Regions from separate parts of the Mus musculus genome. Here all the other regions are linked to region 5. The links are chromatin contacts, called in public HiChIP or PLAC-seq, Micro-C, capture Hi-C and promoter capture Hi-C maps. All regions are on one chromosome and are shown on one strand. The core of a region is the stretch at or near the end of the contact, and the rest is flanking DNA. Distances in the headings are between cores, read along the strand shown.

Region 1 (2,700 bases), core at 116-2,615, 680 kb after region 5:
AAATTAAGTCGAAATGTTTAAAAGGTTTTAAATTCACGAAAGTTAGCCTATCTGTTAGAAACATCAGCTTTCCTGGAGGATTTCCCCATTCCCCATCAACGGCTACCAGCAGCTGACAGAGACTCTAATATCTCCAGGGCAGAATGCTAGAGAGCCTGGTTCCTGTTCTGTGGTGACAAAGCTTGTTCAATGTAGGCTAAAGACCACAGTTTTCATCTTTCGCTTGGAAGCTTCTGCCACAAAAGACAAATATCAGTTCTCTACTGAAACCCCTTTCCCTTTCCCTGTCCCATGTCTATGTTCATCTGTACCACCGTACAAGGGTCAGGAAGGCAGCCACCAAAATCTTTTTTTAGATTACTTAACTTCAAAGTCAACTTAATAAAGTTTACCTTTAACAAATAGTCCATCTGGGTCTGGAGATGTAGCTCAATTAATAAAGTGCTTGCCTGCCATGAGGAGACCCTGGGTTCGACTCCCTGCAGCATATAAACCCTGAGGGGTGGTGCATGTCTATAGTCCTAGCACTCCTTAGTAGAGGCACAGGGGAATCTGAAGTGCAAGGTCACCCTGGACTACACAGAGTGTGAGGTATCCTGAAATATATGAGACTGTATTACACACATGTGCACACACACACACACACACAACTGCGGGTTTTACTTGCTCCAGCTGACCTCCAGCAACCACCCCCTCCCGCTCCCCTAGGCTCTGCGGACTGGATGACTCCCCTTCCCTGCAGCGTTAGTGGGCCTGAAAGCTGACGATGCAGGCAGCTGATGTTGTGGGACACACGCAGGAGAGACAAAGTCAGCCCCAAGGACCTCTGTGCTGACTCCCAGCACACAGTCAGGGAGTGTTGGGTGAGAGGTCGGCCCCAGAAGGGACGGAGCCCGAATCCCTGCTCCTCCTTAAGGAGTGGGGCGGCCAGAAGATTGTCCTGCGCACTCCAGAGAAAGGGGCAACCCAGAGCGCACACACCCACCCAAGCAGGTGAGCTGCATCCTTCTGCCAGCGCACCGGGACGGCCCAGCGGATCTCCATCTTTCCTCTGCTTCCCGGGCCAGGCCAGGATCTCCGCCACCAGCGATGCGCCCTCGAGGCCACGGGAAGAAGGATCCGCCCCCCGCACCTCTGCTTCTCAGTCCTAGCTCCGGGTTCCCAGGGTCCTACGGCATTTCGCGCACCCGACTCGCTCACCTCCAACAACAACGCCCGCCAGCGCCCCCAGCGCCAGCAGAGCGGCCCAGAGTTGTCCCGGCCACTGCGCTCGCATCCTGTCCGCCGCCCTTCACGCCGCGCGCGCGCCACGGCGAGCCTGGCACCCGCAGCTGCTTTTCCTGCGGAGGGGAGGGAAGAAGGGAGGGGACGGGGTGGGTGGGACACAGCGGGGCGGGCGGAGTGCTCGCGCTCCCTCCCTCCGGCTCACGCCTGGACCCTGCCTGAGGCTGAGTGTGATGGGTAAACTTTGCAATCTTCCCCAGCCCCCCGCCCACGAGGACCTGCCCGCGTTCACTAGAGGAGACCGCGCCCCCCGGGGTCCTGTGTGCATCTGGGTCCCAGGTGTCTGCGCCTGGGTGCTCGGTTTAAAAAAAGAAGAAAAAAAAAGCTTTGGGTCACTTCCTGGACTCTGCTAGTCCCACCTCCGCAGAGACATCAACACTGCTATTTCACTTCACCGGGCTCAGTTTGCTTTCCTCCTGGTTTCATTCTTTTCCTCAACGGGCAGGCAGCTGTCAAATGCTTTCTATGCAGCCTCTTGTCAATACCACACCTGCAGCTTGTGGTAGGAAAGACGGATCCGAGTAGAGCCTCTGTCTGTAAATGCTTGCTTGCCCGTAGCAGGTGTCTAAGAATCATTTTAGAACAGTCACCATATTGCCTTCCAACTCAAATTCACTAGCTTTATAGTATTTTCCTCAGAGAACACTTGCTGCTGTTCCTATCCCCTGCACTAGTTTCCTTGAGTCTTCCCCAGATGGGAAACCCCTAGACGTGCAAAAGGTGCAAAATGCTGAAGCTGATCAGGATGTCATAAGAAGTGACTGGGCCTGTGCATCCTTACGCAAGAAGGGTAGTGTTGTAAAATAAATAAATAAATAAATAAATAAATAAATAAATAAATAAATAAATAAATAAATAAAACTAGGGCAGGCGATGTGGTGCAATCGGCAGAGCACTTGCCTAGCAACCACTGGGCTCCATCCCCAGCACTACGTGAAACAGGATGTGATGCCTACAATTCCAGCCTAAGGAGGCAGGAAGACCAGAAGTTCCAGGTAGTGCTTGAGTACATAGGGAGTTCAAAGCCAGCCTGAGCTAGAGCAGACTCTGGAGGAAGGGTGTGGAAAGAACTCAGCCATGATCCATCACCCAGCCTTAGCCCAAGAGATTTTTGTCACTCCTAAATGTCCCATGCCTTTCCATCTGACTGACCTTCCTTCCTCTTTCCATTTGGAAAATCCCACTTACTTTTCAAAACATCTCAAATGCCATGTCTTCCACGCCATCTTGTCTGATGTTCCTCCTCCTCCAGCCTTGTCCTCTCCAGAGGTGTACCCTTCTTCCTCAGACTTCTCACACAACAGGATATTATATCATTTCATGTCACAGATATGAACTTTATAACTGTATAAATTCATGGACACAATTGTATTTTCCCCGGTATTTCATTACTCTACACAGTGACTCATAGCAAGT
Region 2 (2,700 bases), core at 170-2,669, 740 kb before region 5:
ATGTTTTCACCTGACCCTTCACATATAAAACAGAAGCCCTCTCCTAGATCACTGTGGGTCAAAAATAATAAAATCTGGTTTGTTCAATGCCTTATAGCTAAATCCTAGACCACCTACTTCTTCCACTGCTCCCACCATCTTGTCATTTGTCTCCAGTCTGATGTTCATAAGAGTAAGGCAGAGTACTGGCTATAAATACCACTGGCCAAAGCTTTCAGTATCTCTGATTACTGTCATTCATTTTTTTTTTTTTAACTCAAATTACAACAAAAGAATGAAGGTAAGAGATTAGGGAAAGAAAATTCTTCTCAATACTTTCAAACCTATACCCTGCATATAAAAATTCTCTCCTTCTGCCAGTGTTTTGATGAAGTGATGATGTCCAGCAATGCTGCAAATGAATGTGTAAAGAACCACGAAAAGAACAGGTCAAACGTCATCTTTCTCTATTCAGAAATAATGGCGGGATAATGCCACAGACTAAGGTTTCCAAGGATAGGCTGTTTGGGGGAGGGTGAACATCAAGGAGCAAAACCAATGACCAATGACAACCTAGCATTAGGGCTCTGTATCCATGAGAAACACCTGAGATGGGGAAGATCTTGCAATAAATAGCCCTAACAGAAATCTCGCGTGGCCAGGAATGCACGACCACCAATCCAAGCGCCGCATCTTCCTCCACTGCCTCTCTCCCGCCCCCCACCTAGCAACAGAAGCACTGCGACAGGAGTGGGGGAAATGAGAGGGACGGAGGACATAGCTTTGGGGGTGTGACTCCGATCTGAAACCTGCTACTACCATCGAAAATCTTATCTGCCTCAGGCATGTCACAACACCGTGCCTCGGTTTCCCCCGGCTGTCAAAACTAAATAAGAGGCAACGAGTGTGACAACCTCAGCGACAGGACCACAGAGGACCCACCCCCTTGTTGTGGTCAAGGCGAGTTTGCAGGAGAGTTGTGGGGACCGGGGCTGCCGCCCACCTCGAGCGTTCCCCGCCGGCTACACGCTGAGCCCCGGCACAACTCACCTTGTTGTTGTACTCTTCCACGAAGCTGCCCAGCGCCAGGCGAAAGCGCTTGTCCGGCCGCACGCTCCAGTTCATGGCGTACACAGTCCAGGGCGCTTCATATTTGTAGATCTCCTTCCGTTTGCCGTGCAGGGACATGGTGGCGGCTGGGCCGCAGAGCCGGCCAGAGAGGCAGCGGGCTGGGGCACAAGACAGGCGGGGACCCGGGCTTGGGTCCGCGGGTCCGAGGGGAGGCGGGGCCGGGGCGGTCAAGAACGGCCTAGCCCTCCAGCGGGTCCTCGGCTACACACACTCACACTCGGCCGGGCCCGACCACCAGTTTCAAACCAGCTCGGGCAGCGCTACCACCTTCCGTTTGGGATGCCGGCCCGCCCTCTCGGAACGGAAGCCACGCGACCCCGCAGCGGCGACGAGCGTTGGCTGCCGGGTACGTCCTTTCCAAACTGTTCCTTCTTTTCATTGGTCGACACAGTTGTAGCGCCCGCGCCCTCCTTACTATTGGTGAAAATGTTTGTCATTCTGCTCATTAGCCCCGCCCAGCTCCTGGAGGCGGGCTCTTTTGAAGTCCCAAAGATCATTGGCTACCCAAGATGTCAGTCAAGGGGATAACGGCGCAGTGCGGGTGAATGGGGGCGTGGGTGGCATGGGGGCAAGTGTGCCCCTCTACTGATCCAAATTCTAGGCCAAGAGTAAAGCCTGCTATTTCTCCTCTGCTGCTGCTGTTCTGATCACCTCTCTCCACTGACAGTAACTGTCAAACCTACCTTCATGGAGGACCACCTGCGTTTATTACATCTCCCTATGTCCGGCGGTCCCTCAGTCTTTGCCAAACGGGAACTCTCTCCAGCTCCAATGCCCACCTTTTAACTGTTCTCTTTCAGGCATGATAGAAACGTCCAGGGACAGGCTAGATTGATTAAGGCTTTCCTGCGCTTTCCTACAGACACTAAAGAGACTCCTGAATTCTGGGATCGATTTGCAAATGACCTGGCTATTAGTCACTTACCTTCTTCCTCTGGGATGTTCAGAAGCCAAATGGTAATCCAACTTTAAATGCTTATATGCCATGAGTTTGAAATGCAGAAAAACCTGGATCTAGGTACACCAATATAAATGTAAATTCTTTCAACGATATTGAAAGGGGTTGTATTGAATTGTTAGGCAGTACTTTAAAACACGTTAATTTTACGTGTATTTGTATGTGCCCGAGTATAAGTAAGTGTACTACATGTGAACAGTTGCCCACGGAGGTCAGAAGAGGCATTCAATCCCCTGGAACTGGAGTTAGTTACAGATGGGAATCCAACCCAGGTCTGCTGCAAGAGCATCCAGTGCCCATAGGGCTATCCTACCTCTCCAGTCTGTAAAATACAATTTTTAATGGATACAAACACTTGGAAGCCTTGAGGGACAATAGTATACACTTATCAACCATCTTTTAGTAATGGCCACCTGTATGAACAAGTCTACTGGGCACTTTTATTTTTACATAGAGCCTAGGCATGGTGTTACACACCTCTAATCCAGCTCTTGGGAGGTAGAGTCAGGAGAACCAGAAAGTCACTCTTATCCTGGGCTACAGAGCCAATTAGAGGCAGCCTGGGCTAGTTGAGAATCTGTTTCAAAATAATAAAAGTTAAAAGAAAATTAACTGGATACCTAGGTGTGTAT
Region 3 (2,700 bases), core at 56-2,555, 680 kb before region 5:
AGTGACTTGTCACACCATGCATCTGGAGGGAAAAGCCCATGAACAGCACTCTGTCTCCCCAGATTCCTGATAGCCAAGGTCCAAACAGACTATCAGTCCCTTCCGGTCTGCCGGGCTGCTTTCCCAACCACAATAGGCACCCGGGGAGCTCAAGTTCTGCCTCCACCCTCAGACCCACCTGCTGCCGCTGGGCCAGGGGCAGATTGGCAGGTCCTAGGGTCCGAATAGATCCGATGATCCTTCGCAGCTTTGAGTCAGTAAAGTTCTGCCAAATGGACTCATACAACTCCTTGGCCTTCTTGCCCCAGACCTCTGCAAACTCCTGGCTGACCAGGGCCGCTTCCTCCTGTGCTCACCAGGAGGGTAGAAAGAGTAGCCCAGCTTAGAAAGAGGCTCAGGTAGGAGAGACTACAGAACTGAGAGAGCAGTGGTAGGCTAAGGGCTTCCGGACCCCTTGTTCCTGCAGAGATCCTGTCCTGGGGATGAGCTTGCAGGGGCAGCACCCCTCCTCCTGAGCCCTCTGGTTGGAAAGTGTGGGAATCTAGTTCAAAGGGAACAATGAAGGAGAAAATTGGGGCCAAAGTAGGGGACAGTGAGTGGAGGGCCAGGGAAAGAAACTCAACAGGAGATCAGGCAAATGCCAGAGGGCAAGGGCTCTGCAGCCAAGCTGGGTACCCTGTACGCAGACAGCCATCGCCCCAACCCTTGATGCCGCTTCGGGAGGATTTTGGCCTCTGAGGAGCCAGCTTCATCCACTCCATTCCTGTGTTGGCTTGGATCACGTGCCCAGCCCGTACTGGAGCATCATTGCCTGTCTAATGCGCAGAGCGGGTGGGAGGGTCCGGCCTAATGGCAGGGGTCCCATTAGGGACCTCAGTGCTCAGGGTTGAGGCTGGGGGGCGGGGGGGTTCTGGCGTCTGCTGTCCGCCCTAGGCGACGGACCGCAGGCCTGTGATTGGCCGCTGCGTCCTGCTGCGCCCCGCCCCCGCCCGGGCCCGGGCACCCACCTGGCGTCGCGCGTTCTCCTCCGTGATGTTGGTGTCGTGCGCCCAACTGGCCACGGTGCTCTGGAACATCACCACCTCGGCACTCGAGTTATAGCTTTCAGCGAAAAGCTGCGCCCCTGCCTCGTCCGGGGAAAAGTTGCCCGGCTGCAATCCAGGGTCGAGTGCCGGGGCGGGCGACGGCTGCAGCAACAGCACCAGCAGCGACAGCATCAAGAGCGGAGGCGACAACGGCCACCGCCCCCGCTGGCCGGACGCGGCCCCCATGGCGCGGTGCGCGCGGTGCGGCGCTGCCCCTTCTCTCGTGCCGCGACCGCCCTGCGGATTATAAAACCCAGCCACCACCGCCTCCCGACACACCCCCACCTCCCCGCCCCTCCGCGCTTCCTCCTCGCTCCAAAGTCCCCGGCAGCGCGAACCCGGCTGATTCCCCGCCCGCCCTGGGCAAGGAGAGCCCTGTGGGGCCAGGGAGCAGCCTGGATGGAGAAATGGGGCTAGATCGGGCTCTCTCAGAGGAAGCTAGAAAAGGGTCCCTGCCCGCTGCAAACACTGCTGCGGCCCAACCGTGCCCTCTGGCCGCCACCACGTAGTCTCAGGCCACAGAGCCCAGCAGGCTTGGCATAACCCTCCAAGCCTTTCCGGGCTCTTGAGTGACAAGGGGGCGGGGGTGGCAGGCTGGTGCCACCGGGATGGACTTAAGGTTGCCAGGTCATGGAGGAAAGGGGTCGCCTGCGTGGGCGCGGGAAGTTTAGCTGTCCTGACAGGCGCCTTGGCTAGGTGCTGCAGATGTCAGCAACCAGTTCACCTTGGGCTTCGGTTGTTGGGATGCCTCGAAATAGAGTCTATTCTGCTCTATGAGGGGGAGCCATAGACTAGGCCATCAGCACTGGCATGCCTGCCCCTACTCTTTGGATACACAGCTGTTCAACTCACAAGAACCATCATGTGTGGTCCCAACAGAGCCCTAGAACCTCGCAGTTGCACGCTCTGAAAGCTAAAAAAAAATGTGCCTTAGAGATTACAACAACCCCCTGCTTTTTAAAAATGGAGAAATTACCCCTGAGACAGATTGGCTTCAAGTCACCTCAGGTCTCCACACTCCCAGTCATTTCCCTGTCTCCTCCACCCGTCCCTCAAAGTGACAGGCCTGGGGGAAGGAGAATCAGGTCCTCTAAATGCATCAGCAGCCTGTGAAGTTAACCTCTGAGCACCAGGGCTGTGCCCCCAAAGAGGTGGGCGGACCCTTGTCCTTGCCAGATGGGGTGATGGAGTTCACATGGGAGATTGTGTGACCTGCAAGGACTCAGAGTGAGACTGTGCTGGCCTGTCAGGTGACTTGCTCCCAAAGAGGTCCCAGGGGACGGGTAGAGATGGAGAAAGGAGGAAGGAGCAAGGGGCCACCTGCTGAGAACTTAGGTGGTCCATATTGCTTGGGCTCCCAGGATTTGAGGGCTGTGGGTTTGTGTGAGCTGTTGTGTTTCTGGAGGAAGCAGGCTGTACTGGTGGAGGGTTAGGAGGGGATTCTGAGAGTGGTACCTATGGAGTTCAGAAAGAGGATCCCAAAGAGGAGGGTGGGTGGGCAGGGGTAAGTACAGGCCTTAGCTTGTATTGAGCGCATCTGATTTGTGTTGTTTGTTTTTCTTTTTCTTTTTTCCCCCTCTGTCAGAAACAGAACTGAAAGCAAGGAGAGAGAAAG
Region 4 (2,700 bases), core at 87-2,586, 530 kb before region 5:
TTTCCTGGGCTGGTGAGTTTAATGCTGGCTGACAACTTAATGAGACCCTACCTTAAGATAAAAAGGGGTTCAGGGCTGTAGCTAGCACACAAGAGGCTCTAGGTTCAACATCCACTACCTGGGGAAAAATAAGTCATCTACTTGGATAGTTAACAGAAATCACAAACTTAGAAAATTTCACTAAGACTATTTTACTTCCTTGAGAAGTGAGTTTCTTGATTATCATTTGTTTACACAGGTAGTAAAGTATCATTATGTATTCTCTCTTCTAAGACAAAAACTTGTGACTTATCTAGGATTTTTTCCTGCTTCTCCAATAATTAGTCACAGTTTTAAGTTCTTTTTTAAAAAAGGGAATTATATATTAATTACTATGTAGATAAGGATGACTCTAAACTGATCTTCCTGCCTCCATTCATGTGCTAGGAATCACACCCTGGGCATGCTGGGTAGGTACTCTACCAACTGAGCTATATTCCTAGCCCCTAACATTGGTCTTACAGGAAAATATTTGTTTAAAAAACAATCTTGATTGGAATTCTCTGGGAGAGGACAAGAATCATCAGCGAATTATGAAAGAAACAAGGAAAACCCAGTTCCTGGAAAGGTTACGACTTTCTATATGCTTCATCAAATTTAGTACCTAATATATAGGGAAAATATAAAAAGTAATATCTTAAAAATGAGAAAGATTTACAACATATGTAACTCAGTTGGAGTTTTACATTATTAGACTGTTGGCATTGAGAATGGGACATACTTGTTTGTAGATGTATCAAAACTATTCTAATTACTTGAAATTTAAGAGTAACATTTCTAAGCTAACTTTTATTAATGAAATTTTATAATGAAATTTTGCAAATGAAATTTCCAGTTCTATAATTTTATTAGTATCTTGGGAAATTATTTCATAAAAATATTTCACATATAAATCTTAAATTATTCTAATGAACTCAAAAGTGTTGCAAACATTAGCCAAGTGAATTTATTGACATTATGGGTTACTTCAATTGATTTTTTTTAATACTTTTGAGAAATCTTAATCCGAAAGTTAATTCTTTAAGTCTAGTTCAGTTGAAAACATCTCTTATAAAAACTTTTTATGTATTAGCTCTTTGAGTTTTCTAATGGTAAGATTTAGTAATTTACCAAGTAGGATTGGTTTATATAAAAACCAGACCTGTGTGTAAGCAGAGCAGCTATACCTTAGTGACTAGTTACAACAAACAGAGCAAACCAAGCCAAACCAAACAAAAACTACAAGGACAGCCCGACAGCTAAGTGGGTGCAGGTACTTCCTGCCAAGCCTGACAGCCTGAGCTTAGTCCCCAGGACACACAGTCAAAGGAGAGAACAGACTCCTGTAAGCCGTCTCCTGCTCTCCACATGCATGATACAGCACATTTACCCTGACAAAATAAATAAAATGTAATAAAAAGTTAAAAAATTCATAGCCAGACTACTCAAATAAAGCAGTCTAGTTTTTATCAGATGCTAAAAAAATTCAACTTAAATTATGAATTTTCAAATTTTAAAGCACTTTGTAGAAGAGTTGGCTATGGGGAAAGAGAGATGTCATAAAACTAGAACATATAGTTTGCTATCTAACAGTCACATGCTGGAATTTTTGTGAATGTAAGCTTCCTCTAGCTTTTGAATTTACTTAAGAAGGACATTTAATGTTGCTTATAAAAATAATAAACAACAGTGATTAAAAATTCTGATGGAAATATTCCCTTGTAAGTGTGCCAGTCATCCAGGCAATGATCAGGATGACTAAGCAAGCTCAGGGCTGCATGAGTCAGTGGGTTAACGCAATAGCATTCAGTTTCATGACATGCATCTTAGTCAGCTTCATAAAGAATTCATTGTTTCAGAAATGTGAGGGACTCATACATGCTGTGATGTACTCATTTCATTTAATGAAAATTAAACTTACTGTTTTGAAAGCATGAACTCAAAGCCAACTTAACCATTGCAGGGCCAGTTTTACAAAATTTGTGCCAATAACCAGACAGCCATTTTCACACCTGCCCTCTATCCTAGTGTTTACCAACGCAGCAAGTCACTAAACAGAAAGTCTCTAAATGTCTGTATGGAATGAGATTTAGTATAGGATTAAGGAAACCAACGGATATTGAGAAATGAAGTTTTAATTAGTAACGTGTAATCTCTTCAAGTAAAACAGTATGATTATAATTTAACAACAGGCAGGTTAGAGCCTTATCACTAATAATTATTCACTAACTCACTATAAGTAGCTATTACCCGAAATCCCTATGTGAACATTAATATTGTGTATTAACTCCTTGGTTCCCTTTTAATGTTCTATCTTACAATGTATTACTTCTACCTGCAAAAACCAATGACCATTTTTCTCTCTAATAGTATGAAACACTTCACTGAGGTGAAGAGATGTTTCAGTGTACTTTTAGTAGAGCCCCATGACAATGACACAATGGTGATTAAATAAAAAAATAGAACTTTTTATGTAATTATGACTCCTTCAGGTGGTGCATGCCTTTAATCCCAGCACTTGGGAGGCAGAGGCAGGTGGATTTCTGAGTTAGAGACCAGCCTGGTCTACAGAGTGAGTTCCAGGACAGCCAGGGCTACACAGAAAAACCCTGTTTCAGAAAAAAAAATTCATAAAGCTAATTCAAGTTACTATTCCTTAAAGTCTTCCTTTAAGGGCAGGCC
Region 5 (2,700 bases), core at 152-2,651:
ACCCTGACCCTACCTTTCCCCTCAGCAAATGCCCACAGCACACCAGGCCACCGCAAAGGCCTCAGACTCTTCAGGGGGCCCTCTAGTCCTAGCACAAAGCTGCAGCTGCTGTCCCATCCCTTTCCGCTGACCCAGCCCCCAATTAAACATAAAAAGGGGATGTGGAGGCAACACCCAGCACATTTTTTAAAATTCTGAGTGCCTCTGCCCCCCAAGATCTACCCTATCAATGTTTATGAGTGTTCAGGTTCTTGTCGAGGGACCTGTCTGACCTCACATTTCAGATAGTTCTAAAATAACGACGACGACGACGACAACAACAACAACAACACAACAACAAAAAAAAACATACAGAAAAGAGAAGGGTGCAGTTTGGGGGGCTTGTGTGGTTGGTCTTCTGTGGGTTGTGGTTTGTATCTTTAGAAACTCTTTTGCACCAAAGACTGTCCACTCTGGAGAAGTGCCAATTTGATCAGAATTGAACACACAAAGTGAGAAACGAACACACACACACACACACACACACACACACACACACACACACACGCACGCACGCGCATTCGGTTCTCCTGGCACAAAACTGTTCCACAGGGTTACGATCGAACGGTGCATAAGTCCTCTGCCACAAGCTGTCCTTAAAGACCAAGTAAGAAAACATAAAGACCCCATTGCCAGACGCTGAACAGACTGACCCCTCACGTACAGAGTAAGAAACAATGCGCCTCTGGCTCTCTGGTTGTATATCAAGGTACCCAGACCAGCGCGGGGCGAGCGCCGGGGGTCCGGGTGGCCCGGACACCAGCCCTCCCTCTCCCTCCCAGGCCGCGGTGCCTTGGCTCCCCTCCCCCGCCGCCTGCCACATCTGGTTCCACTCAGGTCCTCCCCCACCTCCAGGCGCGCTCCTCCTCCCATCTCCTCCCTTGCTCCCAGAAAAGTGGAGACGAATTTAAAAAATCCAGTCACACACACACACACACACACACACACACACACACACACACACACGCACACACACGCGTGCGCGCGCACACACACACACACACACACACGCACGCACGCACTTCTTCAGAAAAGATGGGAGAAAAAAAGGAGGGAAAAGTCAAGAGGCCCGACTCCCGAAGTTGGCCAAGTTGGCAGCGCCTTACCCAGGAGGGCGGCGGCGGAGTCCGCCGGGTGGCCGAGACGCAGTCCCCCGAGAAGCAAGACGCAGCGCAGCAGGTGACGAGGCCAGGGCGCGAGGGCAGGTCGGATGGGTACCATCCCTGCGGCGCTCGGAGGACGAGAGTACGGAGGGCGCACGGCAGGGCTGCGTGCAGAGACAGCCCTAGCGCTGTGCTCAGATGACCGCCGGCGAGGGGATCGCATCCTCCTCCGGGTCCGGACGAAGTGATGCCTCCCGGAGAGGAGGAGGGAGGAGGCAGGCCCCGCAGAGGGAGGGCGGAGGGAGGAGCGCAGAACCCTGGAGGAGGGTTTGAGGGGCAGAGGGGAAGGGAAGCGGGCAGCGTGGGAGGGGACGGAGGAGGCGCGGGGGCGCAGGGCTGGGGACCCGGCCGCAAGGGAGTGCGTGTCGGGAGGGAGAGGAGGCGAAGGCTGGAGAAGAGGATCAGCGAGGTCCACAAGGATCCCAGTGTGCGCTCTTTATCTTCCCCTATTCTGCTTCTTAATTCCTTCCCGCCTTGTCTACCCTCTCTTTTCAGACCGGGCCTGGAGCCCCAGACGCTGCGTCACAGCTTCTCCTGCTGGCGCGAGAGGCGAAGCAACTGCAAAACTTTCCGCAGAACTTCACCGCGTGGCGAAGCCTGGGCTGCTGCGAGGCCTGGCCAGCCGAAGGATGGGATGCGCGACTGACTCAGGTGGCCAGTCTTGGGCCCCCAGCATCCCCTCCATCCAGCCTCTTCTGCCAGGTTTTAGGCGCTGAGCATCAGCTATTTCCTTTCCTAAGACCCCCCTCCCCTATTTCTGATGGGGAAGAGGAGGAGCTCAGAACTCCGCGCCACCCGTGCGGAGGTTGGGGGAGGGGAAGGTAGAGCTCCTGTTGCTTGTGAGCAGCGCAAACAATTCTTGATCATCTTGTTTCAGCATGTGTGACTCCTGTGTCAGTGTCCCTGGCACAAAGAATGTAACACTTGAGTTGATAGGGGCCGCTGTATCCAGAGACCTGGGACAAAAGCGGTCCACTGGATGTCCCAGAAGACCTACATCATTCCCACCAGCTGGGCTGCTGGCCGGTAGCAAAGAACAAAACGGAAATTTCATGAAGACAATCCAGTTACTTAGCATTATGCAACAGGTCAGATGGCAGAGCAAAGCACTGGGCTGAGAATCTGGATTTTGGAGAGCAGCCGACACCTAACCTCTGATTTCCCAGTCTTGAAAGTGATGCTTGGGAGCTCCAGCTGAGAACAGGCTTGAGATTTCTGGAGTCCAACAGCACAAAGCAGACTCACCTTCTCCCATCACAAGAGATCAAAACACTGTAAAACTGTAATATAAGTTTTATTGTTTCCTGGACTGGCCACTGAGGGGCTTTTTTTTTTTTTTTTTTTTTTTTTTTTGAAATAACAAACATGACTTTTCATGACTCCTGTTGTAGGTACTCTTTCTGTATCTCTGCAATAAAGGCTCTGCTCCAGGGAGGCTCCACCTTAGCCCTTCTGAACTCTGCCAACTGAGATTCTTGGCTTAATATAGCCCACTGAT
Region 6 (2,703 bases), core at 51-2,550, 720 kb before region 5:
GCAAGAGGCTGTTCTATACCAGTACCAATAGCTGGCTCAGCCCAATCTCAAGTCCCTTAGAAGACATAACATGCAATTCTCATTGCTTCTCTCTAATACTAAGGAAACCAAGGCCCAGAGTGGGGATAGAAGTGGTCCAGGCTCTTTGGCTCTTAGGTCAGACCCTTCCCCCAGGGCACTCCATGATAGACAAGAAAGGTAGCCTACAGGACCCTTGGCCCAACTGAGTCTCACCATCCTTGCGATAGTAGAGGATGTCCACCTTGCACTCTTCAGCCCCAAGCAGGGCCTGCGCCAGGCGGGACACAGCACTGCTCGGAGTGTTCGGGCCAGTGAGGAAGTCACAGGTACAGGGTCGCTGCATCACCTCCACACGGGAGTAGCCGAAGAGTTCGCAGAAGCCATCATTGCAGTAGATGATGGCACAGTTCTCCATCTGTGCATTGGCAATCAGGAACTTACGACCTGGGGTGGGAAGAAAAAGGTAGGAAGACCGTGGCAGCCAGGAGTGGGTAGTTGGGAGAGAAAGATTACAGGGACCGGTGGCAGCCAAGGAGGGGATTTATACACAGGAGCAGGCAGGGGCCAGAATGAGGGAGGTGGAGGACAGAGCAAGGGAGGGTGGAAGAACCAAGAGTCCTGGGGAAAGGTCATTCCTTCTGGGAGCACAGAGGGGCATGAAGGAGGCAGGGAGCAGAAAAGTAGGGGTGTGGGAACCAAGCTTGGGGGCTAGGGTCAGTAGAGTGGGAGGAAGACCCCAGAACTCCTGGAATAATAGTTGGGATCCAGACCAGAAAGCAGGACTGTGACCAGGGAGTCAGACCTGCTCTGTGGGTGAAAAGAAGGAAGTCAGGCAAACCTCTAGGAGAGGCATGAATGGTCTGGAGGGGTAAGTGGGCAGTGACTGAGAGGGCAGGCCAGGGTTTGTAACACCAAGAAAACTGCTGTGAGCAGGTAGAAGAGTGGCATTATGCCCAAGACACAGCACATATGGAGGAGGTGTTGGGGACATCAAAACGAAAGATTTTGTATTCAGAATCTACCCCCCCCCCCAGCCCCCAGCCCTGCCATTTCTTTTACCCCATCAGAAGTTAGTGAAGAGTTTGGCTGCTCCTGCCATCCAACCCGTACTGCAGAGAGTCCCCCACACCCCCAAACCTCACACTTACTCTGGCCCTCAAACTTGCGGATGATGGTGTCCAAGTAAGTGTTTTGGGGAGCAACGTGGCCCCTGCGGACTGGCATCTTTCTGTAACACCACTTGCTGGGAGTGACCGGTGCCCTGGCTTCTGGCGTCTCCGTCAGTCCTGGGGCTCAGCAGCGTCGGGCTGGGGTGGGCGCCGCCCCCGGGGAGGGCTATCGGGCCCCGCCCGTCCTCCAGCGTCTGCCCTCCCCGCCCTCTCTAGTCCTCCCGCTCCCACGGCTCAGCGCTCCTCCTCCTTCCACGAGGCTTGCGCCCGGGAGCTGTCCGCGTCGTGGTGCTGAAATAAGCCAAGGGACGTGACAGGCAGACGGGGTTGGGGTTGGGGTTGGGGGTCAGGACAAGAGCAAATTCTGATCCATAAGGGGCTCTGAATCCTAGAGAGAGGGGCAGGGGTCCTGAACCTGGGATACTCTGAAGAACTTCTGCTCATGTCCAAATAGACAGAGACCTCAGCATCTCTTTGGACCCCTTTTGATACTGAAGTAGTTTTCCAGGCAGAGGAGGGCAGAAGTTGTTAGGGGCTTCAGATAGTTTTTTGTTGAAGGCTGTCTTCAGGGATTTACCGCTGGGACTGACTGTGGCAATGGGGCACTTAGGCCCCTTGCCCACAAATGGCCGCCACCTATTAGCAAGTGACCACTGGTAAAAGTGTCTGTGTACTGATTAAAAATGAACACACTTAGAAAAAGCAAATTGGGGTGGGGTGAAGTTTATTGAAAAAAAGGGGGGTTTTCTGAGAGGAGAAAAGAAGGGCCACAGTTCATTAAGCACCTTGGTGGACTTGGAACTTTGCAGAGGGTCCCAAGACCAATTTTGAGCCACATTTTAGTAGCAAGCATTCAAAATGAAACATGCACCTTCGGAAAAGGCCCAAGGGTGGTGTCAATGCAGAGGGGCTGAACTGGCCAATGGAGGAGGTGAAAATGCAGGAGAAAAAAATGACAAGCAGCATCCAGTGCTAGTTTGAACATCCAGATTTAATTGATGGACAGCTACGTTTTTAAGAAGTCTGAGGTTCGGAAGGAAATTTGAAGGCCTTTGAAGCAAATATTCTGGCAGAAATATAAACTTTACAAAGTGGATGGGGGGGTGGAGGGGGTGGCCAAGGAGGCTCAGTGAGGTTTCCACTGAAGTCCAGGTGAGAGGCTTAGAGTCCTGGGCGGGATGTGTCCTTGCCACAATACCTGGTGGGGGACCTTGGCCACAGTGGTTGAGAGATGAGAGGGCTGCCAAGTGTGGTTTCCTGGGGGGGCAGAGATGTCTTGGCTGTCCCTGAATGTGGGGAGCAGGCTGGCTGTGGAAGAGAAGTGGGGACAGTATTTCCTATCCAGTCAGTAGCATGGGCTTACGCAGTAAGACATTCATTCATTTGCTTATTCATTCAAGCATTTTTCTGGTCTCCACATTACAAAGAGTAATCCCGACGCATGTTGAGCCTTATGGACCTAACATCTAGTAATGAGGACAAACAACGGCATTATAGCAATAAATACACCACG
Region 7 (2,700 bases), core at 25-2,524, 620 kb before region 5:
GAAAGCTGCTAGGTCCAGTGGGGTACGGCCATTCTTGTCTGCATGGTCTGTAGCAGCCCCGTTATCCACCAGAGAGCGTACTACTGAGAGATGGCCCTTCAGACAAGCCCAGCTAAGGGCTGTTAGTCCTTCTTTGTCCATCAGGGCAATGGAGGCACCTGAAAAAAAGAGTGAGAGTTCTGTTTTAACAGGACTGAGGACACTAAAGTTTGTAGCCGAAAGGAATGCTGATATTTAAGGTATACATACTATTGAAGAATAGCTTTTACTTCTAGATTTTTTTTTTTTTTTCATTTTAAGATTGGCTCTGGCTGGCCATGGTGACATATATCAGTAATCCCGAAAATAGGCAGGAGTAAGCAGGAGTTTGAGGGTAGCTTGGGCTACACAGTGAGTTCAAGGCCTGTCTGAGTCACATCTCCATCTGTTGAATGCTGTGGTTATAAGTGTGTGCCAGTTCAGTTTTTGTGGTACTGGGACTGAACTTGGAGCCTTTTGAATTTTGACTCAATTTTTTTGAATCAATTTGCTATGCTAGGCAAGCACTCAGCCAGCTAAACTGTACTACCAGCCTCTAAATTATAGATTACTTAAAAAAAAATAAAATTGCTTGAGAGTTCCTATTCTACAATATTCTACAAATAATGTAAACTTACTTAGTGAAAACTCACTTAAGTGAAAAACAAAACAAAACTAAGAAAACCTAAATAGAAAATACAAAAGGTTCAAAGACCATGGGTAAGGAAGAACAAACCTCTGTCATCTATGCCTAATGAATGTCTGCTGTCATGCAGCAAACACAGTAGTCATCTAAGGTCATCAGTGCTGAAGAGGCCCTGCCTCTTCTATTGGACACAGTTTGTGGCTTTGTGCCACGTCTTAAGAACCTAGGTCTGTTCCCTATGAAGTCAGACTTGTTTGGCAACTTGTACCATGGAAGCAAGAGCTACACTGTACCCTGCAAGCACAATTTTTGATTCTAGCCACCTTTGAGTCTCAGGTTGTGGAAACAAATCTTTCTTGAAAAGATAGAGCTAAAGACACAGCAAGTCTCTTAAGAGAAGCCAGTCTTCCTATTCAACTTTGGCTGTTCAGGTCTGGGCACAGTTCTTCAGAAGGCTGGATCCCTTAAAGGAAAGTGCATCTGTGTATAGATAATTATATATATTTAAGGTTGGTTTATTAACAGCGAAGGCTAACTGGAATGATGTCATAGTTTCAATCGCCTTTCTACCTACTTCTTGATCCAAATCCAAGACTCCACTAGGTGGTGCTGCAGTGCTACTAGTGACGAGCCTTTTCTCTATGGCAGTCTATGATGCCACTATTGCATAGGTGGCTGAGCTTAGGGCAATCAGCAAGAGGCTGAAATAATTTACCATGTGCACCTGTAGAGAAAATGCAGTTTCCCACTTACCAAGGGTGTGAGTATGTTGGAAAGCACCACAGGGAATTTATTATGATAGCTTAATAGCAATATCCTAATTCTCTAAAGAGGGTCTCATTGCTAGCAAGTGTCTTAACTTCCCTTTACCTCCTTTGGGTTAGAGAAAAAACATGTTAGCTGTGCAGGCTGACAAACTGATATGCAGCTTTACTTGGTATGTTGGTGCACACCTTTGATCCCAACACTTAGGAGGCAGAGGCAGGTGGATCTGTGTGAGTTTGCAGCCAGCCTGGTCTATAGAGAGAGTTCCAGGCCAGCCTACATAGTAAGACACCATACCACCCCCAACCCTACTCCCACCCCCATCAACAGTAGCAGCAGCAACAGCAAATCAGCCTCTAAAATAGATGGATATTTACTGGGTATACATCAAAAAAACATTGAAGTCTGGACTTGAAATAAAGAGTTCAGAATGTATTGATTTCATAATAATCCCTCAGGCTATAAAGAAAAAGAGAGTGTCAGAGTTAGAACTCCCCAGTGTGTAAGTGGGCAGGCTGGGGTGGTAAGGTATACATGTAAACTTTGCTCTCTAGAAGCTAAGATAGAAGGGTCACCTCAAGTTTGAGGTCAGCCTGGTCTACATAGTGATAAAACATATGCCCATTCAAATGTACATATAACACACACACATGCATCACACACACACACACACACACACACACACACAGAGCATGCAAGAGAACACCAGGTATACTTAGGTGATTGAGGCAAGAAACAAATGTGAGTTCAAGGCCAGCCTGGAGTTTTAGTTTAAAAAACTGGAGGAGAGGGGCTGGAGAGACCACTCAGCGGTCAAGAGCATTGACTGCTCTTCCAGAGGTCCTGAGTTCAATTCCCAGCACCCACATGGTGACTCACAACCATCTGTAATGGAATCTGGTGTCCTCTTTTGGTGTGTCTGATGACGACAGTGTACTCATAAATAAAATAAATAAATCTTAAAGAAAAAAACTGGAGGAGAAAAATAAAAAAGAGAGCAGGAGCATCTGGTTTTGCGTTTTCTTTTTTTTTCTTTTTATAAAAAAGATTTATTGTATGTGAGTACATTGTCGCTGTCTCCAGACACACCAGAAAAGGGCATCGGATCCCATCACAGATGGTTGTGAGCCACCATGTGTTTGCTGGGATTTGAACTCAGGACCTCTGGAAGAGTAGTCAGTACTCTTAACCTCTGAGCCATCTCTCCAGCCCAGCTTTGCATTTTCTAGTTAACCCAATTAGTACTATCATTCTTAACGAGCCTGGAGTTA

The links. Promoter capture Hi-C pulls out the DNA fragments that hold promoters and counts their contacts. Hi-C and Micro-C count contacts between places; a contact is called where the count stands out from the background. HiChIP or PLAC-seq counts read pairs in DNA pulled down with a chosen protein or histone mark. Capture Hi-C pulls out chosen DNA fragments and counts their contacts.
Region 1: a Micro-C map of embryonic stem cells shows a contact between it and region 5, with 2.5 times the contacts expected there. The contact joins the promoter of Itgb3 here to the promoter of Mrc2 in region 5. A contact is called at or near these places in 1 of 39 promoter capture datasets (the 3T3-L1 cell line), 2 of 484 Hi-C or Micro-C datasets (adipose-derived mesenchymal stem cells and embryonic stem cells) and 1 of 115 datasets of contacts at active chromatin or transcription factors (embryonic stem cells).
Region 2: a contact with region 5 is called in an H3K4me3 HiChIP or PLAC-seq map of forebrain, with 10 times the contacts expected there. The contact joins the promoter of Dcaf7 here to the promoter of Mrc2 in region 5. A contact is called at or near these places in 11 of 39 promoter capture datasets (the 3T3-L1 cell line, 3T3-L1-derived adipocytes, cranial neural crest and 5 more), 4 of 484 Hi-C or Micro-C datasets (adipose-derived mesenchymal stem cells, cerebellar granule neurons, embryonic stem cells and 1 more), 20 of 115 datasets of contacts at active chromatin or transcription factors (the NIH/3T3 cell line, astrocytes, bone marrow-derived macrophages and 11 more) and 1 of 9 other capture datasets (embryonic stem cells).
Region 3: a contact with region 5 is called in a capture Hi-C map of embryonic stem cells, with 4 times the contacts expected there. The contact joins the promoter of Ace here to the promoter of Mrc2 in region 5. A contact is called at or near these places in 7 of 39 promoter capture datasets (the C10 cell line, the HPC-7 cell line, embryonic stem cells and 3 more), 2 of 484 Hi-C or Micro-C datasets (bone marrow-derived macrophages and embryonic stem cells), 9 of 115 datasets of contacts at active chromatin or transcription factors (the NIH/3T3 cell line, craniofacial prominence, embryonic basal ganglia and 5 more) and 2 of 9 other capture datasets (embryonic stem cells and liver).
Region 4: a contact with region 5 is called in a promoter capture Hi-C map of the C10 cell line, with 3 times the contacts expected there. The contact joins the enhancer-like site here to the promoter of Mrc2 in region 5. A contact is called at or near these places in 7 of 39 promoter capture datasets (the 3T3-L1 cell line, the C10 cell line, cranial neural crest and 4 more), 1 of 484 Hi-C or Micro-C datasets (bone marrow-derived macrophages), 5 of 115 datasets of contacts at active chromatin or transcription factors (the NIH/3T3 cell line, astrocytes, embryonic forebrain and 2 more) and 1 of 9 other capture datasets (embryonic stem cells).
Region 6: a contact with region 5 is called in a promoter capture Hi-C map of liver, with 4 times the contacts expected there. The contact joins the promoter of Kcnh6 here to the promoter of Mrc2 in region 5. A contact is called at or near these places in 19 of 39 promoter capture datasets (the 3T3-L1 cell line, the C10 cell line, cranial neural crest and 11 more), 2 of 484 Hi-C or Micro-C datasets (bone marrow-derived macrophages and nephron progenitors), 7 of 115 datasets of contacts at active chromatin or transcription factors (bone marrow-derived macrophages, embryonic forebrain, embryonic hindbrain and 4 more) and 2 of 9 other capture datasets (embryonic stem cells and macrophages).
Region 7: a contact with region 5 is called in a Micro-C map of muscle stem cells, with 4 times the contacts expected there. The contact joins the enhancer-like site here to the promoter of Mrc2 in region 5. A contact is called at or near these places in 21 of 39 promoter capture datasets (the 3T3-L1 cell line, 3T3-L1-derived adipocytes, the C10 cell line and 11 more), 2 of 15 datasets of contacts at CTCF or cohesin (the NIH/3T3 cell line and embryonic stem cells), 2 of 484 Hi-C or Micro-C datasets (bone marrow-derived macrophages and muscle stem cells), 24 of 115 datasets of contacts at active chromatin or transcription factors (the NIH/3T3 cell line, astrocytes, bone marrow-derived macrophages and 16 more) and 1 of 9 other capture datasets (embryonic stem cells).

Annotation. Positions count from the first base shown.
Region 1 is chr11:104,606,665-104,609,364 of GRCm38.p6, reverse strand. It overlaps Itgb3 (integrin beta 3), which reads right to left and starts at 1,365. Exons shown (of 15, transcript NM_016780.2): 1 at 1,201-1,365. The coding sequence starts at 1,276.
Region 2 is chr11:106,035,591-106,038,290 of GRCm38.p6, reverse strand. Dcaf7 (DDB1 and CUL4 associated factor 7) reads right to left here and starts at 1,419. Exons shown (of 7, transcript NM_027946.3): 1 at 1,030-1,419. The coding sequence starts at 1,167. Kcnh6 (potassium voltage-gated channel, subfamily H (eag-related), member 6) reads right to left here. Exons shown (of 13, transcript NM_001037712.2): 13 at 2,697-2,700.
Region 3 is chr11:105,966,553-105,969,252 of GRCm38.p6, reverse strand. It overlaps Ace (angiotensin I converting enzyme (peptidyl-dipeptidase A) 1), which reads right to left and starts at 1,305. Exons shown (of 25, transcript NM_207624.6): 1 at 1,008-1,305; 2 at 179-346. The coding sequence starts at 1,271. It overlaps Gm11651 (predicted gene 11651), which reads left to right. Exons shown (of 3, transcript NR_104047.1): 3 at 2,677-2,700.
Region 4 is chr11:105,822,572-105,825,271 of GRCm38.p6, reverse strand. The region is part of intron 8 of Tanc2 (tetratricopeptide repeat, ankyrin repeat and coiled-coil containing 2); the gene reads right to left. Among named protein-coding and RNA genes, the nearest start is that of Cyb561, 120 kb to the left of the region's middle. Within about 2 kb of position 1,336, at least 57 of the 459 cell types and tissues checked have an H3K27ac peak or open chromatin away from gene starts, as enhancers often do. A contact at or near this core is called in the NIH/3T3 cell line and bone marrow-derived macrophages, where this site is marked.
Region 5 is chr11:105,291,347-105,294,046 of GRCm38.p6, reverse strand. It overlaps Mrc2 (mannose receptor, C type 2), which reads right to left and starts at 1,401. Exons shown (of 30, transcript NM_008626.3): 1 at 1,146-1,401. The coding sequence starts at 1,260.
Region 6 is chr11:106,006,745-106,009,447 of GRCm38.p6, reverse strand. It overlaps Kcnh6 (potassium voltage-gated channel, subfamily H (eag-related), member 6), which reads right to left and starts at 1,300. Exons shown (of 13, transcript NM_001037712.2): 1 at 1,170-1,300; 2 at 235-465. The coding sequence starts at 1,245. It overlaps Ace3 (angiotensin I converting enzyme (peptidyl-dipeptidase A) 3), which reads right to left. Exons shown (of 15, transcript NM_001101453.3): 15 at 1,898-2,498. The region is part of intron 2 of Gm35971 (a long non-coding RNA gene); the gene reads left to right.
Region 7 is chr11:105,910,370-105,913,069 of GRCm38.p6, reverse strand. Tanc2 (tetratricopeptide repeat, ankyrin repeat and coiled-coil containing 2) reads right to left here. Exons shown (of 26, transcript NM_181071.3): 21 at 1-158. Among named protein-coding and RNA genes, the nearest start is that of Cyb561, 33 kb to the left of the region's middle. Within about 2 kb of position 1,274, at least 12 of the 459 cell types and tissues checked have an H3K27ac peak or open chromatin away from gene starts, as enhancers often do. A contact at or near this core is called in bone marrow-derived macrophages and muscle stem cells, where this site is marked.